Regions from separate parts of the Mus musculus genome. Here regions 1, 2, 4 and 5 are each linked to region 3. Evidence: chromatin contacts called from public Hi-C, HiCAR-type, Micro-C and promoter capture Hi-C data. All regions are on one chromosome and are shown on one strand. The core of a region is the stretch at or near the end of the contact, and the rest is flanking DNA. Distances in the headings are between cores, read along the strand shown. Region 1 holds the start of Ipmk (inositol polyphosphate multikinase). Region 2 holds the start of Rtkn2 (rhotekin 2). Region 3 holds the start of Cdk1 (cyclin-dependent kinase 1). Region 4 holds the start of Ado (2-aminoethanethiol (cysteamine) dioxygenase). Region 5 holds the start of Zfp365 (zinc finger protein 365).

What was found. Promoter capture Hi-C pulls out the DNA fragments that hold promoters and counts their contacts. Hi-C and Micro-C count contacts between places; a contact is called where the count stands out from the background. HiCAR-type assays count read pairs that join an accessible place to other places.
Region 1: a Micro-C map of the G1E-ER4 cell line shows a contact between it and region 3. The contact joins the promoter of Ipmk here to the promoter of Cdk1 in region 3. A contact is called at or near these places in 4 of 39 promoter capture datasets (cranial neural crest, embryonic stem cells, liver and 1 more), 5 of 484 Hi-C or Micro-C datasets (CD4 T cells, the G1E-ER4 cell line, embryonic stem cells and 1 more) and 4 of 115 datasets of contacts at active chromatin or transcription factors (astrocytes, epiblast stem cells, large pre-B cells and 1 more).
Region 2: a contact with region 3 is called in a Hi-C map of B cells, with 6 read pairs. The contact joins the promoter of Rtkn2 here to the promoter of Cdk1 in region 3. A contact is called at or near these places in 5 of 39 promoter capture datasets (the 3T3-L1 cell line, cranial neural crest, hippocampal neurons and 2 more), 1 of 484 Hi-C or Micro-C datasets (B cells), 3 of 115 datasets of contacts at active chromatin or transcription factors (embryonic forebrain, embryonic stem cells and large pre-B cells) and 1 of 9 other capture datasets (liver).
Region 4: a contact with region 3 is called in a promoter capture Hi-C map of liver, with 2.6 times the contacts expected there. The contact joins the promoter of Ado here to the promoter of Cdk1 in region 3. A contact is called at or near these places in 4 of 39 promoter capture datasets (the 3T3-L1 cell line, hippocampal neurons, liver and 1 more), 1 of 484 Hi-C or Micro-C datasets (the G1E-ER4 cell line), 2 of 115 datasets of contacts at active chromatin or transcription factors (astrocytes and large pre-B cells) and 2 of 9 other capture datasets (adipose tissue and liver).
Region 5: a contact with region 3 is called in a HiCAR-type map of astrocytes, with 4 times the contacts expected there. The contact joins the promoter of Zfp365 here to the promoter of Cdk1 in region 3. A contact is called at or near these places in 2 of 39 promoter capture datasets (hippocampal neurons and pre-B cells) and 1 of 115 datasets of contacts at active chromatin or transcription factors (astrocytes).

What each region holds. Positions count from the first base shown.
Region 1 is chr10:71,346,298-71,351,944 of GRCm38.p6, reverse strand. Ipmk (inositol polyphosphate multikinase) reads right to left here and starts at 4,182. Exons shown (of 6, transcript NM_027184.2): 1 at 3,855-4,182. The coding sequence starts at 3,993.
Region 2 is chr10:67,975,110-67,981,110 of GRCm38.p6, reverse strand. It overlaps Rtkn2 (rhotekin 2), which reads right to left and starts at 1,541. Exons shown (of 12, transcript NM_001359319.1): 1 at 1,299-1,541. The coding sequence starts at 1,337.
Region 3 is chr10:69,351,411-69,357,234 of GRCm38.p6, reverse strand. It overlaps Cdk1 (cyclin-dependent kinase 1), which reads left to right and starts at 4,323. Exons shown (of 8, transcript NM_007659.4): 1 at 4,323-4,399.
Region 4 is chr10:67,546,921-67,552,389 of GRCm38.p6, reverse strand. It overlaps Ado (2-aminoethanethiol (cysteamine) dioxygenase), which reads left to right and starts at 3,435. Exons shown (of 1, transcript NM_001005419.2): 1 at 3,435-5,469. The coding sequence starts at 3,617. The coding sequence ends at 4,387.
Region 5 is chr10:67,909,605-67,915,430 of GRCm38.p6, reverse strand. It overlaps Zfp365 (zinc finger protein 365), which reads left to right and starts at 2,769. Exons shown (of 5, transcript NM_178679.2): 1 at 2,769-3,060; 2 at 5,472-5,826. The coding sequence starts at 5,485.

The sequences.
Region 1 (5,647 bases), core at 2,933-5,432, 2.0 Mb before region 3:
TCCCAACCATCTGCTTCAGACAAGAATCATCAATGTAAGTCGAAATCTAGTGGTGAGGTCCAACGATGGTCCACATACTCACAGCTTACTCATTCTGGACAATGCTAACTGCACAGTGAAAAGTCAGACGGCACTTGAACCAGATGCCCAAAATGAACCACTAATAAAGGTCAGACAGCTACTGTGGGTCTCCACATGAGTACCATGTTCTGGTCAGAAATGTACACCCTGAATCTCATCCTATGAACCTTCATGAGCTCAGCCTGGAAAGCATTTCATAAAGTGTGTAATGCGTATTCTACGGCGTCAACACCCCCACCCCCGGAGAAAAAGGCTGAGGCTTCGCTACAAGCAGAGAAGACGTGAGTAACTGAAGGCTGCTGGTAAGGATGGAGGGCTGTCCTGAGGAACATGGGGGAGGGGGGGACCCACATTATTCAAATAAGACTAAATGAGGCTGAGATTATCACTACAGAGCTGCAGCACTTAAATCCCCACAAGACATAAATACACTCTGGCTACAGGACAGAGTACGGATTTTCTTAGGAAATCCACACAGAAGTGTCACTATATAAATGGCAGGACACATGCAACCTACTTACAGAAAGTTCAGGAAAAAAAAGTCATGTGCAAGCAGCTGAGAACAGACGGGGCAGCATGGCTCCGTGCTCCCATCTGCTGTCCCTGTATCTCTTCCCTGCTCTCCACTACAGAATGAGCAGACCAGTGACGAGAAATAGCGTGAGGCTTCCTACCGCTGGTGGCTTCCTACCACTGGTGTCAGCTCAAACCTTCCCCACAGACCACCACATCTCTGCATACCTCCTTTGAGCCACTTGTTTAAAATGTTAATTAAGGGCTTCTCAGTGAAGCCAGTGGTATGGGATAAAATATAAGAACAGAAAAAGATTGAACACAAACATTTGAGAACACCGGGGATTTCAACTGATACAGTCTATTGCGTTTTGGTGGTGTGGTGTGGTGTGGTGTGCAAGAGGAGCTATGGTGTCCAGGAATGACCTAAGACATCTTCTGCTACAGCAGACACAAGCACATCTCACCAGAGAGGAACCGGTAAGCAAATTCTGATTCGAGCACTCGGTCGAAGACAACTGTTCCAAAGACTGAACGACAGGGCAAAGGAGAAGCTCCCAGAGGCACCAGGCCACCAGGCAGCAGTGTGTTTGATGAGGGTAACTGTCACATCGCCCGCCAAGGAACATCTATACAGAAATGAACATGGTTTAACAACAAGATGCAGCCCAGGTCAAAAAACAAACAAACAAACAAGCAAACAAACAAACAGTGTGTGCCTCTGGAGTGTCCGAGTAAAGGTTCAGAATGCTGTCAGTGTGTATAGTTAAGTGCCCCAAAACAATGGCCCAGGGGCACTCAGAATGCAGGTGGCAGCTATTAACCCTAGGGCAACCAATGAGGGGTGGCATGATTTTCTTTTCCTGTCCTTGAGACAAGATCAATCCTAAAATGAAAACCCCCGTTACAGTGTATAGCTGCAGTTAAACATGACAATGAATACAACCTCTACAAAGTGTTCCCCAGCTTAGTGAGGACTAAGGCGGTGGTGGCCCCTCGGCAGTGTGCTGGGTAGGATCTAAACAGTGGCTCTCAACTTGTGGGTTGTGACCGCTTTGGGGGCAGAAAGACCCTTTCCCAGGAGTCACCTAGGAAAACGTGGATATTTACATAACGAGTCATAACGGCAGCAAAATCACAATCAGTCATGAAGTACTGATGAAAGCAGTGTTATGGTGGGGGGGTTACAACAACAGGTGGAACTGTATGAAGGGTCGCAGCATTGGGAAGGCTGAGAACCACTGCTCAAAGCAATGTGACCCATCTGTGACAGTGGAAGGGAATAATAAAAATGGCTGAACTTTGAACGGCTGACTACCTTGCTATCTATTTATGAGCAGGGAAGAGGACTGGTGCCGTCTCCAGTGTAAACATCTGAGAATCCAAGGGGAACAAACATCAGGCTGCGGGCACCACAAGAACCTGTTCTCTCAGTCAAAAGAATCTAGTGAAATTGAAAACAAACAAACAAGAAAACCCTTAAGAGCAAAACTAGGGACTACTTTCTCTGAAATCTCAATCGTTTTTTTCAACGAAGCAGTTCGGGTGAGAAATTAGCTCTTTCCAGGCTGTTTGTTTGGGACATGGTTTAAAGTCACAATCAGGGCACTCTGGAATTATTCACCAGTTGGCTCTAAACAGGGCGCTAGCATTGTAAGCTAGTCCCAGGTGCCAATCACAGATGATCTTGATTTGGGTCTGTTTTTTACATAGTCTCCAGGACCTCCAGGGAATTAATCACTTTCTTAGGCCTTTAGGAATCCCATTGTTTCGGGTCAAGCAGACTCCAGATATGATGCACAGAAGGAAATATCTTAGCCAAGAACCTCAAGTGTGCAGTTTCCTAACTCTGATGTAGTCTTTCAACATTTCCTGATGGCAGCTGAGCTCCAGGCTGTGTGCTTCCCACAAGCACAGTAAAGGGTGGGTGTTGGTTTGGTTCTGGGACAGTGTGTCAGTGTGATGCTTAACCAGGCTTGTCTTAAAATGCAGGTTCATGCCTATACCCTCAGCTTTATATCCAAAGTTCAAGGCCTGCCTAGGCTATAGTGAGTTCCAAGTGGTACTTAGGGAGCCCTGTCTTTAAAGAAAAAGAGGAAGTCCTCGGGAATGTAGGTCAGTGGTAATGCTCTTACCTAAAGTCTTAGACTCAATCCTCTATACCACTGAAGAGAGAAAAGAAAGAAATTTATTGCCTTACCAGCCTAAACCTGAAACGCTTTATCAGCAAAACACATACCCACATACCGTCTCTAACGGTTGTTCCGGGTCAGATATCCACAAGAGTCCCAAGTTCACCCTACACTTCATATGACTACCGTGCCCAAACGCTGTGAGTATCGGACTGAATTACAGTCTCTGCCCTGGAGTGGACCCTGCGCTGTTTCTACAAATCTTGAATTCACAAAGCACATAACAAATGCCAGGGAACAGTCTATAAAGATGAATAAGGAAAGAATGCATATTTTATATGTGTACTGTTCTCGGGAACAGCCAGTGTGAAGCCTACCCAGGAGGCAAGGATCTGCACCGCCGAACCACGCCTCCCAGCGCAATCAAAGACACTGGAGAATCCTTCTCAAGGGACAGGGAGTGATCCTGGATGAGCCAAGGCAAGTTTAAAAACATATAGCAGTTTGCTTTTGATTCCCCTCCTGCGACGGGTTAGCATCAAGCATCTGGGTCCCTCTAACAATTACTATTCCTGGTAATAAACAGAGCTTGAGCTCCAGAGAGAATTTACTTCCCGGTCCAGAAAAGAAAACCAAGTTCCTTATTTTTACTAACGCCTTCTCCAATCATCACTCGCCTTCCCTGGAGCGAAGGGGCACGCCTCTCCGCGCCACTAGGAGCCTGTGGCTGCTCCTGGGGGCGCCCGGCTTCCTACCCCCGGGGACAGGGGACACTCGGGACAACGGGAGCCGGTGACTCTAGGCTGCGGGACGCCTGGGGCCGGGGACTGCCGTGTGGGGACCAGAAGAGTCGTAGACAGCTGTGACCGGGATGGGAGGCCAGGGAACGCCAGGGTGGGGACAGAAGAGCTGGGGACAGCTAAGACAGTGACCCGGAGGCCTGAGAATGCCGGGGTGGGGAGAGTGGGGACCAGTGACTGTAGGGGTGGCGACGGCTAAACCCACAACACCACCGAGGCTGGGGACAGCGGAGGCCGGGGACTGCCAGAGCAAGGCACGGCGGAGGCCGGGGACTGCCGGGACAGAGCACAGAGAGGACTGGGGTAGGGGACCCGAGGCCGCACTCACCCACTTTGTCCTTGCCGTACATGTGGCCAGCCACCTGATGCGACAGCGGCACGCAGCCTCCGAGCAGGCGCGGCACCGGCGGGCTGTCTCCGGTGCTTCCCGGCGGCCGCAGGCGCAGCGCTGGGGGCTCGGCGGCCATCGGGGCGGCGACACTCGGCGTCAGGCGTCAGGGAGGACCGGGGCGGCATCGCCCGCGCAGGCCCAGCGCGCGGACCCATGCCGAGACCGCGCTGCCCGCTCCGCGGCCCGCACTCTGAACCCCGGCCGCCCGCGCCCGGGATAAGGGCGCCGCGGCCCCGCCTCTGCCCGCCCCCTGTGCGCTCCGGCCGGGCGAGCTCCACTCTGAGCATGCGCAACAGCTACTCGCCAGGATCCCGCCCAGCGGTGCCGAGCATGCCCAGAGGCTACCCTACTGGATCGGGGCCAGCTCCACACTGATCATGCGCAGAAGCTACCGGACCAGACCTGCTCACCCCTTCCACGGAACACGTCCAGAAGGTAGACCAGCGCCAAACTGAGCGGGTCTAGAGTCCCAGCCCGCTGCCGACCTGCACTGAGCATGCTCAGAGGCCGCAGGATGGGACTTGTCTCAAATGCCCCTGCTTGCATCATTACCAGCAAGCACTTCAGGGAGCGAACTGGCGTCCGGAGTCCCTATGTGAAAAACTCATTAGACCTAGGAGACCCGCAGCAGAGCAACCCAGAGAGGTGACTGGTTAGGGGCAGACCTCCCACAACGCCCTGCCCTTTCAGATCAAAGAGACAGAAGCATCCTGACTGAAGATGTCTCTTCTCACACCTTCCAGTTGGCACCCTGCCCGACCACTACCTCAGAGTACTCATGACAAGTTTATGTGTTAGACATTGACAGTCATCTTAATTCATTTTTTTTTTTCTTAAGCTTGTTAATTGTGCTCAGGGAAGCCAAACGAGTGGGGTTTCTTGGAACTGGAGTAACGGGCATTATGGGCACACCGATGAGGACGCAGGGAATCAAACTTAGGTCCTATGCAAAAGATATATTGCTTTTAATCTCCTTTAAAAAAATTTTTTAATAATGCTTTTTTTAAAGATTTATTTATTTATTTATTGTCTGTGAGTACTCAGTACACTGCCACTGTCTTCAGACACCAGAAGAGGGCATCGGATCCCTTTACAGATAGCTGTGAGCATTATGTGGTTGCTGGGAATTAAACTCATGACCTCCGGAAGAGCAGGCAGTGTGCTCCTAACTGCTGAGCCATCTCTTCAGCCCCAAGGCTGAATCTCTTAAGTGCCAAACTCTGGTGGAAACAGAGTAACACAGTTCCTGCTGCTGGTACAGGGCCCTGGTGTGAGCCTCCAGATGTTGCTGAGCCCTTCGTGGAAAGTGTCCAGTGTCTTCTGTGGGCATAAGGCTTGTTTGTGTAATAAATAATGTACATGTTTTCACATCCCTTCAGGGAATGTCCTCTCTCTTAAGGATAATGACTCCATGATAATCTAAGACAGCATGAGTATTACAGGAGGCAAAGGTGTGGCTAATGTTTCAGCAAAATGGTAAACCCAGGACCTTCAGGATGCAATATGAATTATGAGGGGCTTCAGGACTCTAAAGGAGCAAAGACAACTGCACTAATGAGCCAGCTTGTCAGAAAGATACAAAGACAGGCAGATTCCTGAGTTCAAGTTCAGCCTGGGGCACAGCAAATCCAAGCTCAGGTAGAAATGGTCTTTTCAGGAGATCCACCCAGCTAGCTGATCCCACCCAGCTAGCTTAGCAACCGTGTGTAACACAGCAGGCAGATCTCGGA
Region 2 (6,001 bases), core at 292-2,791, 1.4 Mb after region 3:
GCACTCACACAATCCCCATAAGAAACTCAACAGATACTGGGTGATGGTGGCGCACACTTTTGGTCCCAGCACTCGGGAGGCAGAGGCAGGCGGATTTCTGAGTTCGAGGCCAGCCTGGTCTACAGAGTGAGTTCCAGGACAACCAGGGCTACACAGAGAAACCCTGTCTCGAAAACAAACAAAACAACAAAACAACAACAACAAAAAAAGAAACTTAACAGATCTCCATTTAGTTCAGTAGAAATAGAGGCTGTGTTAACCATCAACATAGGCGTGGGGTGTGGCTCTGCTGATTGAGGGCTTGTCTAGAATGCACAAGGCACTGGGTTAGAACCCAGCTCCACTCCATCTTAAGTCAGGCTCGGTGTGGCAGCCCTATAAAGTCCATAGTAGGAAAGTGGAGGCAAGAGGAGTTTTAGGAGTTCAAGGCTACCCTTTGACAAAGGCAAATAGGATACCTAGAATACATAACAAAAATAAGAAATATTTCACAAGAAAGTTGAAAGTTTTGTGTATGTTTGTAGCAAACACGTCTTGTGACTACTAATATGGTTTGCACAATAACTCAAACAAAGCCTGGCTCAACATTCCAGAGAATTACAGAGGACTTCCTAACAATACTGCATCTACTAAAGAAATTCTATGATCCTGCAGTATTCGCCTCGACCCACAAATCTGGCAAGAGTATATGGTTCGAACTACTATACTTCAGGAGCCGGTAAGAGGTGAAAATTAAAATTAAAATGAAGATGTCGCTACAAGGATATAAGGGGTTTCTTTTCATTAAAATACTAAAATAATGAACAGGAAGAATACTTTTAACACTTGACTGGGGTTCCCAAGAAATATTCTCGACTACACTAAGTGTAAAAGATTTTGAACATATTTTAGATAGCTAAAAAACAAACAAACACTGGATTCGTCCTCCTTTTTTCCTAGTATTTGTGCATGTATCCATGTTTAAACTTACACCTTCCTGGAAAGCTAAGAACATGCCATTTGAGCGTTCACCCCGCGGCGCCCCACAGTTTGATGCTGGCTCACACGGCTACAAGCAGCACCTTGCATTACACGCCCAGCTGCGCGGGCCGGGGAGCAACTCGAGCACCGACTCCCGGAGCATCACCTCCCCTGCAAGCCTTGGAAGACCGGCAGGTGGGATGGGCCCCGGCGTCCTCCTGTTGCCCCCGGCCTCGCTCTCCTCCTTCGGTGCACCCTTCAGGCGTGCAAGCCGCGGAGCTCGCCCGGCTCTCGGTCTCGGCCCAGGCTGCAGCTCTCCAGTCCCCTGCCTCGCTCACCTGCTGCGCGGCGAGACCCCTCAGCAGCTGCCCCTCCATCTCGGTGCAAGGCACGGCCGATTTGAAAAGCGCGCCCCAGGGCTGCAGCTGCAGATTGCACCAACCGCTCGGCCGTACCAAGTCTGGTCTGCAGGGGAACCCGGCCCACGACGCCGCGCAAGCGTACTAGGAGCCTCTCTGTCTTTAAAACAGCACGGAGACCCGAGACTCTGAACAGACCCTCTGCTACCGCAGGGCTTAAGCGAGGGCGGGGAGTGGGCGGGGCCTGTTGTGTGGTAGGCGGGGCCTAAATACGAAGAGCAAGTCCGGGTGGGTGGGGTCTGTGGCAGGCGGGGCCTGAACCCGCCTGGGTTTTGTCGGCTAGTGGGCGGGGCCTCAACTGGTGGGCGGGGTGGAGCCTTAGAGAAGGCTCGCCATAGAAATCTTTGGCAGGTGGTTTTCTTGTCAGGTTTAAAGTGCGCCTTCTTCTTGCATCCCGCCCGAAGTTGTTTAAAGGCATGAACTGACCGGACCCGACAGACCAATCAGGGATATAAGGATCCATTATCTGTCTCTCAAACATGGCTGCACTCAAAGATCATGCTCTTGAAGGCTGGGCAGACAGACACATTTTGCGAGTACTTCTGTCCCCGGGTTTGTTCGCTTCTAAAGTGACAGCAGACAACACTATCCAGAAGCCTGGTCGTTATTAGCACAGGCTTTTATTAAGAAAGAGGAAGGGGAGATGCTGAAATGCTGAACTCGAGGCCTTAAGCACAGTGAGCAACTGGTCCACCACTGAACTATCCAGCTTAGACTTTTAATTAGAGGATGTACACACCCTTGTAAAGTGTTTAAAATTACCCCTTGACATATCTTGTACCGGAAATGTGTAGGGCTTTGGACATTTTCCTCCTGAGGGAAGACTCTACCAAATCAACTCTCCTACACCACCCTCATTAAAGGCCTGGGCAAGGCTCCTTTTATAAACAGAATGACCCTGTTTATTTTGGGGACATCTCACTTGTTCCAAAGTGGACTTTCAATGATATGGTCATCTTACTTACAGACCTCCTTGTTAAAGCAGTCAGTTGAAAGATGGACTTCTTAAAAAGAAACTGAGTGTGCCAGTGAGATGGCTCAGCAAGGAATGGTGCCCACCTAATGCCAAACCTCCCCGCCTAAGTTCCAATCCCCAGGATCCAAGTGGTGGAAGGAGAGAACCAGCTCCCAAAAGTAATATCTACATATGCGCCAGGACATGGGCATACCGCCCCCCTACACTGAATACAGAGGGGGGGAGGGAAAATTTGTGTGTATGTATATATACGCATATATGTATAAATATATATGCATATACGTATAAATATATACATATGTTTATATGCATATAAATATATATGATATATACATGTATGTTTATATATGTGTGTATACATACATATATGTGTGTGTGTGTGTATATATATATGTATATGTATATATTCCTTCCTCTCAAATGGATAAGTGCCTGGTTGAGAGGCTCTGGACTAGGTGATTCTAGAAGCTGCTATCCAGTTAGGAGTGCTTTTCCTCTTACTTTTGCAGTCTGTAATGACCCACCGTTGTAAAAGCACAAGAAACTCAAAATTACCAACACTCAACTCACACAGGTGCCTCCAAACCCAGGTCTGAATTCCATTCTCATGAAGTGCCCTTTGACCTAGCGCACAAGTCTCTTGTGCTGCTGCTTTGTGGTGCAATTATGCACTACAAACATGAGCTGCAGGAACTGGGCATTACACCTGACTCACAAACAAAAACATGCACACACACACACACACACACACACACACACACACACACAGACGAAATAGACACAGAGAGATGATCTTCAGACATGCAGCGTTTACCACATAATATACACTGTATTCAAACTCAGATTAAAACACCCTGAGAGAGAAAACCAAAATGATACACCAGTTTCAAATTGATCACCAATGTGGAAATACTGGTGGCTGAGTATCGCAGGTTTAATAATCCTAGGAAGAAATCTAGAAGAGGATGTGTGTGGGTTCTTACCTATAGACTATAGATAGTTGCTATGAAAGACCTTTCTCTTTGTAGAAGAAATGATGTGGGCCTATCTCTTTCTAAGTCATCAGGGGATGTGTCCCGGAAGTGCTTAAGCCAGCTGGTGATTAAAGTACCTCAGAATAGGATTTCTGTTTCCTTATTTATCCTCAAGCTTTTTTTTTTTCTTTTTTGTTACTGCTAGTTTCAGCAAACATAGTTCTCTTTGATGTCTGCAATGCATATAAAAATAGAACCAGCCATCAACACGCCAGAAGCTTAAAGAGTGGTAGCTGAGGATGCGCCCCACGTGGCAGGATGCTTGCCTGCACAAGGTCCTGAGTTCATCTCCCAGCTTGGCTTCAACTGGGCGTGGCAATACATGCCAATAATCTAAGTGCTCCAGAGGTAGGGCCAATACAACCAAAAGTTACAAATTATTCTTGCCTACAAAGTGAGGTGAGGCTCCTGTGGTTTCAAGAGACACTGTCAAACATAAAATAAAACTGGTTAAAGAGTTCACAAGAAGTAGTTGTAGTCATTTGAGAACTTATTTATCTAGCAAGGTAGTTATTTTACAACTAAAAGAAAATAATAAGTAGTATTATTTCATTTTTACTTATTTAAGGTATGTGAGTACAATGTCACTCTTCATACACGCCAGAAGAAGCATCGGATTCCATTACAGATGGTTGTGAGCCACCATGTGGTTGCTGGGAATTGAACTTAGGACGGCTGGAAGAGCAGCCAGTTCCCTTAGCCACTGAGCCATCTCTCCAGCCTCAATAAGTATTATTTTTAAGTGTTTGAGAGCCAAGTTGAGGCATCCTTCAACTCTCCTCAGGCTCTCCAAGGATATGTTAGGTAGCCACCCACATGCTTGGGTTTCCTTCAGCTGGAGGTTGAATAATAGGATCATTATTATAATATCATTATATAATACCATTATCATGTGGGCATTATTTATACTAGCTACAACATATTGAGATTAATTCATAATTAAATAGTGATAGAAACAAAGCAACTGAATAAGGCAATAAGTGTCAGAAAGTCTGTTTTCCTAGATTATTCTTCTTTCACTGGCTTGAAACTTACAGACATCCCCCTGCCTCTGCCTCTGCCTCAAGTGTTGGGATTCAAGACATGCCACACTGCACCCAGACCCTTTGTTTTTTTAAAAAACATAGTTTATTACAGAACAGGCAACTTTTGATATTGTTTTTATGTCACTGAAGAATCTCAAAAGGACTCCTATTTGAAAATTATCCTGGAGGACCACTGAGATAGTTTAACAGGTAAACTGGCTTCCTGCCGAGGCTGAAAACCAGAGACCTGTCTCTGACACCCACAGGGTAGAAGAACAGAACTGACTTCCATAGGTTGTCCTCTGCTCACACAAGTGTTGTTACATACGAATGCCCACCCTACCCCCAATAAATAAGCAAATGAATAAATAAAAAGAGTATTTATTAATTTAATGAAAATTGCTTTGGGGCTTTCTTTACTCATCTTAAGTTCATCTTGTAGATTATGGAATTAAAATGAACTCTGTAAAGGAGTTGTACTTTGTATGATATACAAAAGAAAAAGGAGAAATGGGGAGAGAGAAAGAAGGAAATGGAGGAGAAAGAGGGAGAGAGGAAAGGAGATGAAAGAAATGGAAGGAGAAGGAAGAGAGAAGGGCAGGGGAGAGGGAGGGAGGAAAAGAAGGAGAAAGGGAGACAGAGAGACAGAGATAGAGAGACAGAGAGACACACACAGAGAGAGAGAGATTCTTTTAATGAATAAGCCATAATCTACAAGCAGCTGAAGCAACATATAATCTTACAAAGGATATAGGATGCTGAGTCTGAGGAACCTAGCCCTAAACACCGGGGAGGCTGCTCAGTTTTCTTACCTGTGAAACAAGAATGCTAATAGCTGTCCTGTTTTTTTTTGTTTGCTTGGTTTTTTTTGTTTTTTTTTGTTTTAAGTTGAGACAGAGATAGTGAGATAAGGTTTTTGAAAGTGCCCTGTAACCTTTTCATCCCATAAACACAACACTGAACATAAACACATTACTAACAGAGGAAGAACATACCAGTTCCTAAAGTCAACCGTTTTAGACCTAAAAACCTCTAAGAATGCAATGGGAAACACACACACACACACACACACACACACACACACACACACACACACACACACACACACACACAGAAATATTCACGATACATCGCCTACCACTGGCAATATTGAGAATATGTGTGTATGGGTGGGGGTGGAGGTGGGGCTGGTACACACCTATCATCTGAGTTGTTCTGAAGGTTGGGGGAGAATTAAAAGTTTGAGGCCACCAGAACAATTTATCCAGCCAGTCAAAATAAAATAGAAAGGGGCTGGAGACATTAGCTCAGTGGCAAAGTACCCACCAAGCACAAGACCCTGGGTTTGATCCCTAATGCTAAAAATCAATAGAGTCATAAAAACTGTCTGGCAGACATAGAGTGTAACATTAAATCTATACAGCAAATAAAATATAAATATTGTTCACGGCTATTATTAGTCTATAAATTGCAGATGAAGACTGAGAGGGCTGGGATTTTATGTTAGTAAGTTGATCGATATTAATCCAATAATGCTAAGGTTTGGAAGGAGATCGATACGACACACTAGCAGAGAAGATGGAAATG
Region 3 (5,824 bases), core at 3,074-5,573:
CTTGTTTTCTTCTTACAGAGCTGGGAATCAACGAGGGCCTTATGCATCCTGGGCAAGTGCCCTGGCACAGTGATAGCTTTGTTACTTGTGCTAGATAGTTTGATGCCAACTTGGCACAAGCTAAAGTTATCTGAGAGGAGGAAGTGTCTTAGTCAGGGTTTCTATTCCTGCAAAAACATCATGACCAAGAAGGAAGTTGGGGAGGAAAGGGTTTATTCAGCTTACACTTCACATTGCTGTTCATCACCAAAGGAACACAGGACAGGAACTAACACAGGGCAGGAACTTGGAGGCAGGAGCTGATGCAGAGGCCATGGAGGGATGTTACTTACTGGCTTGCTTCCCCTGGCTTGCTCAGCTTGCTTTCTTTTGTTTTTTGGTTTTTTTTTTGGTAAAGATTTATTTATTATTATACATAAGTACACTGTAGCTGACTTCAGACACACCAGAAGAGGGCGTCAGATCTCATTACAGATGGTTGTAAGCCACCATGTGGTTGCCGGGATTTGAACTCAGGACCTTCGGTAGAGCAGTCGGTACTCTTCCCCACTGAGCCATCTCTCCAGCCCTCAGCTTGCTTTCTTATAGGATCCAGGATCACCAGCCCGGGGATGGCACCACCCACAATGGGCCTTCCCATTCTTGATCACTAAGTGAGAAATGCCTTACAGCTGGATCTCATGGAGGCGTTTCCTCAAGGAAGGCTCCTTTCTCTGTGATATCTCCAGCTTGCGTCAAGTTGACACAAAACCAGGTAGTAGAGGGAACCTCAAGATAATACCTTTATAATATCCGACTATAGGGCATTTTCTTAATTAGTTAAGGATGTAGGAGGGCTCGGACCATTGTGGGTGGTGCTCTCCTGGGACAGGTGCTCCTCTAAGAAAGCTGGCTAAGCAAAGCCATGGAGGGCAAGCCAATAAGCAGCACCCCTCCATGGCCTCTGTAACAGCTCCAGGCTCCTGCCCTGTTTGAGATCCTATCCCGATTTCCTTCTATAATGGACTATGATGTAGAAATATAAGCCAAATAAGCCCTTTCATCTCCAACTTGCTTTCGGTCATACGTGTTTCATCATAGCAATAGAATGCCTAACTAAGACACTTATTAATTTTTGAAATAAAGAGTTTTATTTTATGAGGACTTGTCTTCCCAATGCCCCACAGAATTTCATTTGTTTCTTTTAACTTTAGATGTGTCAGTGCTTTGCCTGTAAGTACATTGGGGTGTCATGTCATTCCTGGCTTCCTAGAGGGTCAGAAAAGGACATTGGTTCTCCAGGAACTGGGGTGACTAATGGTTTGAAGTCTCTATATTGGTGCTGGGAATCAAACCTGGCTCACCTGAAAGAGCAATAAACGCTCTTAGCTATTGAATCATCTCTCCAGCTCCCAGTATTGTGTTTTTAAATGAACATGATATTACTCAGCTACAAACCCTGTGACCTACAACAGTAACCTGTCTATAAGACACAGTGGCACAAGAGTGACACATGTTATGGAAGTAACTACATTGTGATAGGACGGAAGGCCCACTTCATGAGATGGATCTCTTATCTGACACTGTGAAAGTGACCAAGGACCTAAGACTAGGTAAGTTATGGACCTAGGGGGAAACCAAATACTATTATCCTGCTAAAGGAACATAGCAATAAAATGACTGCTAATAGCATACTTCTATACACATAGATAAGTGCCTAGCTCAACCCACATCAGAAAAGCTTCTTGCACAGAATGGGGAGATGGAGTTAACACAGAGACTCACAATTGGACAATGTGGCCATAGTGAGAGACTTTGGAGCACCCAGTCCTAAATGAGATGTGTTCATCAGCCCCCATAGCCTCAAGGCTCACAGATCTATACGGAAGAGGAGGCAAAAAGATTGTAAGAGTCAGAGGAGATGGATGACTCTAAGGAAACCATGTCTTTGAGACTCACTTGGACTCACAGAGACTGTGGAAGCACACGCAAGACCTGCATAGGGTCAAGCCAAATAGAGACCCATCACGGAGTGGGGGAAGCAGACATGGGCTCCCATGCGATAAGCTAGTTTATTCTTCATTCTGATGCAGGTCTTCTAGCCTGTATTAGTCTTGTCTAAGAGGATATGATGTGCCTTCCTCCTCCTATGAAGTCCAGGCAAAGACAGCTGCCATCCTAGACTGCCCCTCATTATCCTCAGCTCTGTCATGCTGCTTCACTTTTTTTTTTATTAAAAAGGGTTTATTTTAATTATGTGTGTATGTCTGTGTGTGTGCACATGTGTGTGTGTGTTGTGTGCATTCGAGTACCTATGCAAACCTATGGAGATGAGAAGACAGAGTGGACTCCCTCAGAGCTGGGGTTACAGGCATTTACAAGGATGCTGGGTTTGTTTTGTTGGTGGAGGGATCTGAACTCCCATCTTCATGATTGTGCGCAAATGCTCTTAATGGCTGAGCCATCTCTCTGGTCCCACACCACACTGCTTCATTTTCTTGAGGAGTTGAGAATCTTTTCAAAGTGGAGCACAGCCTCTTTGAAGGATGTGGTCTGAGGGTGGTGGCAAGATAGAGCTTTTGGTGTTGACTTAGAGCCGATAAAACAGATGACATTTTGTTTGTTCATAGATTTGTGAAGGTTTGATTTCTAAGGAATATTTAACATTTAAAAAAAAGATTTATCTATTTGGTATACAGTATTCTACACACATGTATGCCTGCACACAAGAAGAGGGCAGCAGATCTCATTATAGATGGTTATAAGCCATCATGTGGTTGCTGGGAATTGAACTCAGGACCTCTAGGAAGAGCAGACAGTGCTCTTAACCTCTGAGCCATCTCTTCAGCCCAATATTTAACATTCTTATGTGGAGATATGTCAAAACATTTAGTGTGTTATCATTGTATACATAATGAATACATAAGTGTATAATCACAGAAACAGGCTGGCATTTTTTCTTTTCAGTTTTGAGGGTGTCTTTCAGTGTTTCATTGGTTCCTATCCTCTTGTCTTCTTAAGGTACTTTAAATGTGATCCTTCTGCTGGCTGCTAAAAACTCATTGAAAAAAACATAATCTGCAGGAACACGGGAGAGCTGGAAAATACATCAAGTTACCTGACACAGACATAGAGAGACAGACACTTCATGTTCTTTCTCATAGGCGGATCCTAGCATGTAATGTTCATATGTTAGTGTGTATATAAGGTTCCAACTAGAAAGGAAAGGCTGCCCGAGTGGGGGGGGGGATTAGAGTCATGGACATGGTGATAGGACACAGAGGGCTATGGGCTTGGGGGCGTGCAGTTACGAGGTGCGGGGACTAGGGTTACTGGGAGAAGGGATGAGAAGAATTAACACAGACCAATATTGTCTGAAAATTCCATAGTGAAACTTAATATTATATATATACATATATTAAAGGTGTGTGCCACAATCCTCAGATATATATATATATATATATGTATATATATATATACACACACATATATACACACACACACACATATATATACACACATACATATGTAAACTAATATATTATATATTAATATTATATATTATTTATATTATCCCAGCTTAATATAGAATTTTGAAAGGCATAATCATAAAGTAATTTTAAATGTTAGCAATAGCCAGGTGGTGGTGGCAGCACACGCCTTTAACCCCAGTACTCTGGAGGCAGAGGCAGGAGGATCTCTGTGAGTTCAAGGCCAGCCTGGTCTACAGAGCAAGTTCTAGGTCAGTCAAAATTACACCCAGAAACCTTGTCTCAAAACAAAACAAAATAAAAGTAAGAAACTCTTTTTTTTTTTTTTTTTTTTTTTTGGTTTTTCGAGACAGGGTTTCTCTGTATGTGTAGCCCTGGCTGTCCTGGAACTCACTCTGTAGACCAGGCTGGCCTCGAACTCAGAAATTTGCCCTGCCTTTGCCTCCCGAAAGCTGAGACTAAAGGTGTGTGCTACCACGCCCAGCTAATAACAAGCTCTTGATGTAGTGGTACTGTCACTTTGGTGGCTGGCTATCTAAATTCAATGCATTTGAATTGTGTTAGTCTTGGAGGGAAATTACACACAGAAAGGTAGCTGGAGAAAAAAGAGAATAGATTAGACTGTCCAGAAACAACAGGACGATATTGGAAGGAAAACAGAGCTCAAGAGTCAGTTGGCGCCCGCCCTCCTGCAATTCCTCTGGCCGCGGTTTCCGCTCCCTTTCGCGCTCTGCGCTCCCAGGCAGCCCCGCCCAAGCGTAGCTCAGCTCTGATTGGCTCCTTTGAACGTCTACGTGCAATCGGATTGGCGGATCCCGGGAGCTTTACCGCGGCGAGTTTGAAACTGCTGGCACTCGGCCTCTAAGCTCCTGGAGTTGCTGCGTCCGCGCAGTCCGGAACTGCGGTGTGGCCCCAGCCGGGACAGAGAGGTATGGCGTGAGTCGGACTGGGTGCAGGCTGGGCCTGCGGGGGCTCCACGGGATCTGGGGGTTCCCCCGGGGAAGGGCAGGACATCCATGTGAGCCTGGGGATCCCTTGTGGACGGGTAGGGCCTCCACGTGAGATCTTGGTCTCCTGTGGACGGGTAGGGCCTCACCTAAGTCCGGGATCCCTTATGGTCGGGCATGGCCTCCCTGAGCCCGGGGTCTGGGGTACCCTATGGATGAGCATGTCCTCATCTGAGGCCAGGGTCCCCTATGCAGGAGCATGGCCTACCTGAGCCTGGGGACACTATGGAGGAGCAGGGCTCACCGGAGCCTGGGATCCCTATGGGGGGGGGGGGCAGGGCTCACCCGATCCAGCGGTCCCTTATGGAAGGGCAAGGCTCACTTGAGCCCCGGGTCCTGCGGACGTGCAGGCCCCTACGCGAGCTCCAGGTTCCTGCAGACTGGATGGGCCTCGCTGGAGTGGGCCCGGGTGTGGGCGGGGTGCCAAGTTATGTCCCAGGCCCTGTTGGCTGCCAGTGTGGAGCTGGGCTGCACCAGGCCAGCTGCCTTCGGAGGCCTTAAGTCGGTACTGCCGGAGAAACAGACCCGTGGTCGTTTAAAAAGCTTATTCCTACCAAGGTGCAGAACCAAGAAAGTGTAGGATCGTTTATTTTTAGTTGCCTGTGCTAAGGCCACAGACTGTACCCAGGCAAAGAAGGAGAGAGAGGGAGAACCGCGGATGCCTTCGCGTCCTTGATCGTCTTAAAACATAAATACCGATGAAGGTTCTGATGTGCGGGCCACCATCGCCTGCCCCCAACTTGGATACACTGGGCAGCTTTTAACAGCAGGCCCGGGAGACTGGAAAATGTTGGAAGGAAATAAGCCCAGCTTTCAAGACATGTTAACTCTTTGCTGTCTGTGCAGAGGTGGTTGAAACGTTTAATGCTCTATAGTTATATTAAGTCTCTGTATTGAAGAAAGGGGGTTGGGGGGGGATGCGTTGAAATTTCCTAAACATAATCTCCATAGTTGAGAGTCAATCTTATGTGTCTGAGAATCCCCAGGGTTCAGTGGGATGCCTGGCAGGACCCTTGGACGGGTTTACATTTTCCTTCTGAATTTTTATCTGTTGAGCCGCTGCCTCCTTGTGCAGTGCCAAGAGCTGGGATTCCTGGCTGTGCCCCCACACCCCATGGAGTTGATTTTACTGTGGAAAGAGATCTGTAAGGAACAGCTCACGAGAGGTCAGCCATTCCTTGATGCTCATTCATAAGGATCTTGTCACCCGTGGCAGAGGGCTTTCAAGGAGAAGGCACACCTTTTTCCTACCATTCTTTGTGAGCCAAGAAATTGTTTCTCCCTTGTTCGTGATATTTTTCAAAGCATGATTAGCAAACACACTGTCTTAGCGTTGTTGGGATGAAA
Region 4 (5,469 bases), core at 2,186-4,685, 1.8 Mb after region 3:
TCTATGGCCCTGTTCAATTGTCTCTGAATGCTTACATCAGTAAGAAATCTCCCATTCCGAGTCTCCGTACTGCAGAACACCCTGCTTTGCGGACTGTCTGCTGCTGCTGTAACATTGCCAGACTGAGGAGTTTATAAATGAAGTTATTTCTCGTGGTCTGGAGGCTGGGAAGTCGGGGAACATGGTGCCATCTGGCAATGCCCTTCATGCTATAGCGTAACATGGCGGAGGGTAGTATGCTATGTCTTAGCGAGATAAGTGTAGTGTCACATAGTGAGAAAGACAAGCATGCAAACTCAGTCGCTATCTTCTTATAACACCACCGATGACATCATGGGACTACACATCAATCTATGTACCTCCCAAAGGACTTTCCAGCTATCATGGATGTATGGATTTGGGTATTGCATGTTCATTGTATGCTCTTAGAGATGGGCACAGTTGCTAGTAAATTCCTTGGGAAACAACACCTTGTCTCTCCTTGTTCCTTGTTGAGCCTCCAAACACTAAGTTTTGTAACCACTAGATACTATTTATTGACAATATATTCCACATATCCCAAACTTGTTCCCTGCCATGCATTTTCCTGACTTTTGTTACCATTTCTTTTTTTTCTACCCTTCCTTTGGTTTTCACTCTGCATACCGCAAGACGGAGAAATGAAAAATAAAGACTATTTTTAAAGGCCATGAATACAGTCTCCTGCCCAGCTGTGCTACTAACAGTGGGACAGAAAAGCCGAGCAAAGCCCTTCTGGTGGGCAAACCCACTAGGCTCAGTTATCCTCCTTCCTTGGTGCAGCTCTGAAGGACAGCATCAAAGGGAACTGTGAAGGCCCTGTGACTTATAAAGTACCACAGGCGGACACCCACTGGGTCTCCAAAACTTCAACACACAAAAGATTCTCCTGCAGATTTTAATGTAATTTGGGACGAGCCCTTTGGACAAGCACCCCCAGTGTTTCCTATGCAGGTTGTCTGGAAACTTTTATCAGCTAGCAGATGAAAAATGAGGGCCTGAGAGGAGCCATTACTAGGTCAAAGCAAATAAAATAACCTTGAAAAGCTCTGCTCTGAAACCGGTAAAGTCCACATTCCTGCTTTAGCACTCACTGAGTGCCTAAACCTATTGGTCTCTAAAGGGTAACTTGTAGCCACTGAAAAATCTTAATAATACCTATTGTCCTGTGGTAGTTACTCTGTTCCCAAAGGCATCATTGGGCATTTGCATAAGTATCTAACCTTCCAGTTGACAGATGAAATACAGCTTCCTTCATGTAACTGCAGACAACTATTAAAGAGGGGGTGGGGGGCGTGGAAATCAAGCAGGCTGTATGCTGCTTAGGTCTGTGCTCTTTGGTGTCTGTTTCTCCTGCTAACTACTCTTTATACAAGTAAAGCCAGTAAGCAAAAAAATCTGTATGTGAAAACAAAAGAACTTTCTCTTAAATATTCCTTACTTTACAAATAAACTGCATGGGATTTCCTTACATGATGAACTTCCATAGTGCATTTAAGGATGGCACACCACCAGCTTCTAAAACACAAGTAATCTTTTTGTTTGTTTGTTTGTTTGAGACAGGGTTTCTCTGTGTAGCCCTAGCTATCCCTGGAACTCACTCTGTAAGCCTCGAACTCAGAAATCCGCCCGCCTCTGCCTCCCGAGTGCTGGGATTAAAGACGTGCGCCACCACTGCCCGGCTCAAACACAAGTAATCTTAAGGATCCATTTACGTAGCCAAATAGTTGCTCTTACTGTGGAATGTAAATGGGGTTGGCTCACCATTTACAGATCTCACAGTGACACCCCCCCCAACATGGGTGCTGAACCTCGAACCACTTCAGTGGGCACCTCTCAACCAGAATTCTATCCTTCACCCCAATACTGAATCAGAAGCCCTGGGGTATAACGTCTAGAATCGCCCTTTAAGCTACCGAGGGACTTTGGGTGAGAAACAATGACTCAGAAGTCTGGATGCATCAAACCCAGCATTCTTTGGAGGAATGAACTGAGGACTTGGAAAGGTACGCTGTGCAGAAAGCCACAGCTTGTGAGCACCACAATAAGCTGCAGAAGCTACGTCCTTGTGTCCCTTGGTTCCTTTTACACCAATTCAAACTGTGTTTCGTTAAGTTGCACTTACGTCTTTTCCAAATGCGCACCTGCAAATTAATCTCTCGTGTACAGGCGGGGAATAATACAGTCAGTGCCTACGTCTTAAAAGTTTCTGTGAGGGTATTACTAAGATAAAACTCATTATTTAATGTATTTAACAAGGTACCTGGAATACCACACTTACTGGCTAGGATGCAAAACCCACACACACATACACACTAAAAGCCTGCCTTCTTAACTGAAAAGGATTTCCTGGGCCACTGCAGTTATAAACCCATGTTTAATTCTGAAAGTCCAAGAAGACCTTAAATTCAAGGGTAAGATTTAAATTCATAATATCTACTATCTTCCTTTGCCAGCCACCACCTACGTCTGCAAAAAGTCCAGAGAATAATCACTCTGCGGTGACCTAACTTCATAAACCAGCCCGATAGTTGCATTGCTCTAGAGACTCATGACAGCGATAATCTATTCTGACAAAACGCCCCTTGCCCCTCAACTGGTGTTTCTCGGGCGCCCTACGGATGGATAACCACTAGTATACAGAACCCTTGGCTGTAGCAAATGGCCTCTCAAAGCTTCCCGCTATCAGTGAGTCAAGGAGCAGCGTCATCAGGCCCAGAGGCAAACAACAGCTGCGCACAGCTGTGCTGGGTGACCGCTTTGGTTACCCGCCCGACCCCATTCACCTCCTAAGAAACAGAAAAATAGACAAGCGCCATCCACAGATCTCCACGGCGCACACAGTGTGGCCTACGAGCAGCTAAGGTTGACCCCGAAACCTCATTCCTAGGGAGCAAGGGTCAAAGGTGACCCCGAGTGACCCAGCAGGCCCTAGCGGCACAAGAAGGTTAACGACCCTCTTGTGCCGTTTTTTTCCCAGCGGCGAGAAGCCTCCACCAGCTGCCGGAAGTATGTCACCCCGACTGCGGGGATGGCGGGAGTTGTAGTTAACTGGCTATATCTCTTGCAATAATAGTTCAGTTTTATCAAACAAGTAAACACCCTGAGGCTCTGCAAAACGAACGCGCTGCTCGCTTTCTGCCAAGTTCTTAAAAAAATCCTGGTTTCCCCTGCTCCGCAGGACGCGTTCGTGCCCCGCGCAAGCGCAGGCTCGGACTACACATCCCAGCGTGCCTTGCGGCGCTCCCGCCGCGCCCGGCTGTAGTCGTTGGTGTGGGCCGCGTGAATGGAGCTCCGCGCGTGAGGCAGCGCCTGGCACGGCCCGCGCCAGCGCCTGTCTGGGCCCCGGAGCGTGAGTGCGGGTAGCGGCCGTGCGCGTGCGCACTCGCCTTCGCGCGCGGGCAAGCGCCCGACCATTGGCGCGCTAAGCGGGCGACCGTGCAAGGCGGCCCCGCGCGCCCCGCTGGCCGGTTGTTGCGGGGAGGTCTCCCGCCTGGCGCGGGGGTCCGCGCGGGTAGCCGTGGCGGCCGCCGGAGACCGCAAGGGGCGGCGCAGAGGCGGAACGGGCCGGCCGCGAGCCGCGCAGGAAGCGCCAAGCATGCCCCGCGACAACATGGCCTCCCTGATCCAGCGCATCGCTCGCCAGGCGTGTCTCACCTTCCGCGGCAGCTCGACGGGCTCCGAAGGGCCGGCGCCGGGCTTCCCGGAGAACCTGAGCCTGCTCAAGAGCCTGCTGACCCAGGTGCGCGCCGAGGACCTCAACATCGCGCCGCGCAAGGCGCTGCCGCAGCCGCTGCCCCGCAACCTCCCGCCGGTCACCTACATGCACATCTACGAGACGGAGGGCTTCAGCCTGGGCGTGTTCCTGCTCAAGAGCGGCACGTGCATCCCGCTGCACGACCACCCGGGCATGCACGGTATGCTCAAGGTGCTGTACGGCACGGTCCGCATCAGCTGCATGGACAAGCTGGACACGGGGGCCGGGCATCGGCGGCCGCCGCCAGAGCAGCAGTTCGAGCCCCCGCTGCAGCCCTTGGAGCGGGAGGCCGTGCGACCGGGCGTGCTGCGTTCCCGGGCCGAGTACACCGAGGCCAGTGGGCCCTGCGTGCTCACTCCACACCGGGACAACCTGCACCAGATTGATGCCGTGGACGGGCCAGCTGCCTTCCTGGACATCCTGGCCCCACCCTACGACCCGGAGGACGGCCGGGACTGCCACTATTACCGTGTAGTGGAGCCCATCAGACCCAAGGAGGCTTCCGGCTCTGCCTGCGACCTTCCCCGAGAAGTGTGGCTCCTGGAGACACCACAGGCCGACGACTTCTGGTGCGAGGGAGAGCCCTATCCAGGCCCCAAGGTCCTACCTTGAAGCTCCTGCCGCCCGGGGAACTGTGGGCCAAAGATGTACCCTGCCCTGCTCAAGAAAGGCCTGGCTGCCCTCTATCTTCCATAAGGGCTCTTCTCTCCGCCCCCTCGCCTGGACGATGGATTTACTGGAGTGACCAGCGCCACATCTTGAGGAACCTTGGGGAACACGGCCCACTGGAGTACAGCCACCACCGGGCACGGTTATGGGGGCGGGTGGGCGGAAGGCTAGGTTGATTCCTGGTATCCTCAGTGCCACCAAGGCTTTGATTTAAGGGAACCGGGCAGGGACCCTAAAGCGCTTCCATCCTAAAGCCATAATGAAACCATTTTTGTTTCTCATTCTCTACAAAATACACTAAGTAGTTTTGAATCCCTCTTCCCTTCGGTGACTCAGATTTGTTTTCTCTCCTGCCCACGATTGCTCCTTAATAGTTTAATTTATTACTGATTGTGCATGACCTTGAATTGTTCTTGTTTTCTTTTTTTTTTTTTTTTTTTTTTTTTTAGTTATTCGTTTGGTTAAAACACACACACAAACTACTCAGCATCTAAAGTGAGGAGTTCTGAAAAGACATCTTTCTAGCACTGGGGTTCACCCTCATAACTGTGCGTGTTGAGGACGATGTCTTTCCTCCCCTGGCTTGGTAGCCACTTCTGGTGTACTCAGGTAACCTTTAGTAAGAAGGTCACATACGCGAATTCTCTTGTCAGGCCCTTAAAGCTCGTCTTTCCCTTGGGTCTCAAGATCTGTCGTTTAAACAAATTTTTTTGTTGCTATTGGGGATTTGCCTTTAAAGCAAAGACGATTATTATCCTCAGCTGACTTTTTCCTTGACGTGCTTCAAAGATGATACAATAATTATGTGTTTTCTAACCAGACGATTCCGAGGAGCGGAATCTGCTATGCTTCCAAATAACTGAATGTAAAGGCCCTGGCCACCTGTTGAATTCCATACTCGTATTTACTTCCAGCTTCTTCCTAGGAAAGAAGAGAAAGATACTCTTGACTGTTTGTTGTTGTTGTTGTTGTTGTTGTTGTTGGTTTTGTTCTGTTTTGGTTTTTTGTTTTTGTTTTTTTGCGTT
Region 5 (5,826 bases), core at 1,520-4,019, 1.4 Mb after region 3:
CCACAGATTCAACCCTGCACACAACCTCTCTATAGTAATCTTTAAGCATTTCAAGAAGTGTTTAACATCTCAAAGCCTTCAGGAAAAGGCAAAGTAAAACTACCTTTGGCTACCACCTCAACCCCAATCAGAATGGCTGCCATCAAGACATCGGACAGATGTAGGATAGGGTGTAGAGAAAGAGGAAACTTTATTCACTGCTGGTCCAAGCTCAGACTAGCACAGCCAAATAGAACAACCAACGGTCCAGCTCTAGGGCTCCCAGAACTCTACATCTCATCTGAAAGACACTAGCACATCCATGTTTATTGCTGCTCTATTCAGGGCAGTGGGGGAATGGAACCCATCTGGATGTCTATTAACTGTCGAAGCATACAGAGGAGTTAATACATACACACAACCGGATATTGTTCAGTGGTAAAGAAAACAAATCATGGCAATGGCAAGCAAATGCCTAGACCTGGAAAGTGTATTCAGCGAAGCTACCCAAACTCAGAAATAAACCAGTTCTTCTTCCTCATAAGCAGGTCCCAGTCTATAATATATGGGGGCAAGTGTAAGTGTGAAGATAGTCTAAATTGTAGGAAGCATTTTGACTCTACAGTTGACCCGTGCAGATCTTCCCTGCTGGACCTGGAATCTGAGGCTCTGAAAGAACAGGGCGGACTAGAGTTTGATGCTGAAGACATCCTTACTTCAGTTTCTGTGTCTTTTTATACACAATGTAACAAAGAAAGGAATGATCTGAGGAAGGTTGTTATAGTTCAGAAAACGTGATCAGAAAAACGTGTAAATAAATACCAGTAAGCACACACTGAAGATTAACAGCCCTTTCTCAGGCTGGGCCTGTTTAAACACAATTACCTGGCCTATACTAAAGGCTACATCTGGGAACACACGAAAGCAAGGCAGAAGGCCGTATCCAGAATCAGAGTACACTGACCAGATTGGGTTCTATAGCTATGTTCTGACATCCAACAAGAATAAGCTTGTCGTATAAACTGAATGTAAATGTTTGTCACAGTGGGCATGGAATCACGTCCCAGAACAATCCAGGGAACAAGATGCCCTTGAGGTAAATGACGATCTGCCTTTTCTCCTGGAGTCCCTCCCATAGTCCCCCAAGACATTGTTCACAGTGGGTTCAGTATTCCAAAAAGGGGACCCAAAGGAGAGTAATACTGGGTGGTTAGGATGGAATACAGTCAGAAGGGCACAAGTCATGAGAGAGGATATAAAGTGGTTTTTGTTGTTGTTTTGTTTGTTTCAACTCTGTCATTGTTTTTTCTTTGATTGTGGATATGTTAATACAACATTTTGTGTATTGAAGTAGCCAGAACTACATATGCATCCAGGAAAACCCAACATGCCTTACTCCCTTGTGGCTCTGGTTGTAGGTGTTGGCTTTGTTTTAAAGTCACCGACCCTCAGCTCATTGTGAAGTAGCCATGGCTTTTCACTGACATCTGTCACACTGGCCTACTTAGAGGTGAGCTTTAAAAAGGTATTCTTAAGGAAGAGTTATTCTTTTTCTTTTGCACCTGAAAAGATTTCCCTCCTTTACTTTCATCTAAAATCATTCTTTATCGAATCATTCTGTCACGATGCAATTTAATATGGAAATTGTATTGATAAATGTAAAATATGGTTTAATGAAGAATGTGATAATATTTATGCCATTGTTAGAAAAAAATGGCCCTAGGAAGTCTTCGCGCTTCACCTGAAGTGGAGACATTTCGGGACCAAGCAAGGCAAACAAGTTGCCTCAGTGTTGGGAGAGGGCTGAGTTCTAGACGTTGGGTCCCTTGACTCTCCCAGGTCATACTTAGCATCCTGCCCCAAAGGTAGTCAGAATTAGCTTCCTGCTGTTCAAGATGATGGGTGCACCCTGACTCTTGGTTGTGTGCAATGCACACTCAGACCAAACTTTTTTTTTCAGCTTAATAAACAGTTGGAATAAACGTGCTCAATTTAGAGAGTGACCTAAGATAGTGACCGCAAGAAGCATAACATTTTCTGAGAGAGCAAGCCTCTGCGCAGCTGCCAACCCCCGTTTTGTAGGAGTCACTCTCTGGTACTGCTTTCCTGAATTTTACAGGCGTGCACCTGTCATCAAAGTCTTAGTATGAATATCAGTGAAAGAACGTTGACGACAGCCCAGCAGCTGATTCGAGCAGTGTAGGTCCTTTGCAAGAGCAGTATGTGCTCTGAACTGCTAAGCCATCTCTCCAGCCCCTTAAAAGCAGGTTTAACAAAATAACACACACACACACACACACACACACACACACACACACACACACACACACACACACACACACACACACACACATCCCGAAATTTCAATTAGGAAATGAGATTTCTCAGAAGCTAAATCTTTCCTCCACTGAGAGACTAGTGTTGGGGGCATCCTCTCAGTGAGGAGGCCTCAGGGTTTGGCATTTATGTTTCTTAACTTCTACACTTTTATTATCTTTAGTTTTGTTTAACTTAGTCCCAGGACACTACTACCTTCCACGGCTGGAGTAAGCTGGTCCTGTGCCCCCCCCCCCCCCCCGCCAGGTTGCCTGGATGAAGTTCTAATATAAATAAATATCAGAGCCTTCCTGCTGGCAGCTCTTTCCAGGGGCTAGCCAGCTAGGCTCCATCTTCACGCCCACTTTCGCCGCCCCTGCAACTGGGAGCACTTGCCTGGGCCTGTAGCAAGACTAGGCTGGGCAAGACTGGCACGTGTCCCCGCCTCCCTCCCCAGGGACCATCCTGCATCCCTCCCCGTGATGTCAGCGGAATCCTGAGCTGGAGTGAAGGGAAAGGCCCAGGATCTCCCGCTAGAGGGGCCCCGATGGGGTGGACCCAGGGGTGGCTGCCCGGGGCCGGAGCACCAGCCTCGCGTCCCCGGGCGCCGCCCCCGTGTCCCGCCCGCGCCACGCTCCGCCCCGGTCGCCGCTCGTCCCGCGTGGGAGCCGACCCGGCTCAGCCTGATTTACGGCTCTGCTGAAAACCGCTCGCACGGCTCCCGCAGCATCAGCACCGGCGGCTGCAGCGGCAGCAACAAGTCCGGTAAGTGGGCTCGGCTGGAGCCGTGCGCCCGCGCCCCCTGCTCCGCCGACACGCGGGGAGGTGGTCCCGGATGCGCAGCATCCTGGGGAGTCGGGACCGTTGGCTTCCCCACAGCCACTTGCACGAACTCGCGTGAGCACGAATCCACGCAGTCACCAGCGGGAGCGGGGGCTAGGAAAGCCGGGACCCCCACGCAGGTGCTGCCCAGCCTGCCCAGCTCTGCACAGGAAATCGAAACCCTTTTTGCTAACCTGTGCCCTAGGTTTCCGCTGGGCGGATGAAAGCCTTTTGCTGGGGGTGGGTGGTATATCTCGTCTCCCCCATCCAAACATCCCCCCCCCCACTGCTGCTATAGAATCCTCTCTTCTTATCCCTGCACTCCATTGCAAGCATCTTCAGCCCTAGGCTGGGCCAGGGTTTGCATCCTATTGACCAACCCAGCGCAGCACAGGAAGGTTCTCCTTTGCTGGGGTCCAGAGACTTTAGTAACCTGGAAAATGTGCCTGCCTGGCGGATCAGGCACCATTTCTATCTCAGCATCTGGAGGCAGATAAGGGTGTAACACAGACACTTCACTCTAAGATGCACCCTAAGATCCGGGCTCCTTCCCTGTGGGACCCAGTGCTCCTTGTTGCCATTCTTGGAGGAAATAAGTACCACGACCCTTGCAAAATTGGGTTGTAAGAGTCATCTGTTGCTAGGGCAAAGGGGATAAAGATGCAGAGGCAACAAGAACTTCCTGTTTATGGAGGAGTTATGCTGACGCCCACCTGGTTCCAACACTCTAGAAGTTGTCGCGCTAAAAACAGCATCAGAGGCAAGGCGCATCCACCCAGAACATTCTATTAGCTTAGGATCTTGGCCACGGCCCTGTTTATATCAAATAATACCGGACACTTCGGGTTTCCAAATTTCAAAAGATCGTTATTGTTATGTTAACGCTTTGATGTATGTCATCATACCAGTAACTAAAAATATTAACGGCATGAACAAACCAAGATGACAAGCAGACGCGTGTCACTAAACCTGATGAATCAAGTTCAATCCCCAGGACACACATGATGGAAGGAGAGAACCCATTCACACAAGTTTTCCCCAGCCTACACACACACAGACAGAGTCACTCACAGAGTAAATAAGGAATGCTATTTATTAAAAAAAAAATCTAAAAAAACATTTGGTTGAAGAATATTCAGCTCTTGATGTGTTTAAAGCCACTGTGCTTAGTTTGATCCATCCTTCACAGACTTGAAAAGAGACTGCCAATGGACTCACAATTTATGTGCGACCCGTGTCTATGTAGCATGCCAAATTCAGGAGGGCAATAAACTTGAGTTCTGTCTCTGGACCACTCTCCTTCCTCTCCGGGGCTTTATTATTTCACCTCCTCTCTCTAGCTTTTCATCTGCATATGAGCGTTAGCCACCTTTGCTAAGCTAGGCTGTTGCTGGATTAGAAATTCAGGCCCTAGCATCTGTATCCCACCCTGCAGAAATACCATACAGTAGAAGCATCAGATGATACAGAAGAGAGTAGATGTAGCTGCCTTTGACAAAGGGGTTTAGGTTTCAATTTCCACATAAAAATCAACATTAAATATTATATATGAAATAGTTGCTTTAACCCAAGAAGGCTGAGCTGATGTAGTCACTATGGAAATTAGCCTGGAGGTTTTTCAGGAGACTGAAAATAGAAATATCATATGACCCAGCTATACCACTCCTGGGCATATCCCCAAAGGACTCTATATTCTATTACGGAGATACTTTCTCATCCATATTTATTGTTGCACTGTTCACAGTAGCTAAGCATTCGAGCCAGCCTAGATGCCCGCCCATCAGCATAAGCACAGATAACGAAAACATGGTGCAAATATAAAATGGAATTTTATTCAGCGGTTAAGGAAAATACCATCTGCTTGGTATTTGCAGGAAAATGAATGGAACTGGACACCATGTTAAATGAAATAAGCGAGACTCAGAAGACAAGTATTGTGTTGTTTCCTCTCAAATAGTGATCTTAGAATTTAACTTCTATTTTGGTGTGTGTGTGTGTGTGTGTGTGTGTATGCATTTTTTTCGGGTGATTCAGGGCATGTAAGAGGAACACTGGATAAACAGGTCTCTTAAGGAAAGAAAGGGGGAGGGTAATAGAATATATGTGACTTGAAAGTAGAGGTGTATATTGGGATGGGAGGAAAGGGGACCAACTAGAAAGGCAGACAGAGAGATGTAGTAAAGTGCTGGGGAAGAGAACCTGTAGAAAAATGTAAGCTTGAAACTGACTCAGTGAAACCCGTTACTTTGCCAATTAAAAAAAAAAAGTCACCTAAGGGCAGCCATGATTATCAGTCAGTGTCAGTTCAATAGCTTCTGACAGACCTGTAAACTGGGGTCTTCTCTCCCTCCCAGGACTTTCAGAGTGATGCAACAGACGACTTTTGAGGAAAGCCGGTACCATTGGCAGGACTCGCTGGAGAATGTCGCTGTGTGCCTGCCATTCCGCTGCCCGAGGTGTGGAGACCATACCAGATTTAGAAGCTTGTCATCCTTGAGGGCCCATCTGGAATTCAGTCACAGCTACGAAGAGCGGACCCTCCTGACAAAATGCAGCCTCCTGCCCTCTCTCAAGGACACAGAGCTTCTCAGGTCCTCGGAACTCCCGAAGCAGGGAAAAGTACTCCGGGGCCACGCAAAGGTGACCAAGCAGAAGTCGAGCTATGTTAACTTGTACAGCATCTCCCACGGGCACTCCAAGGACACGAAA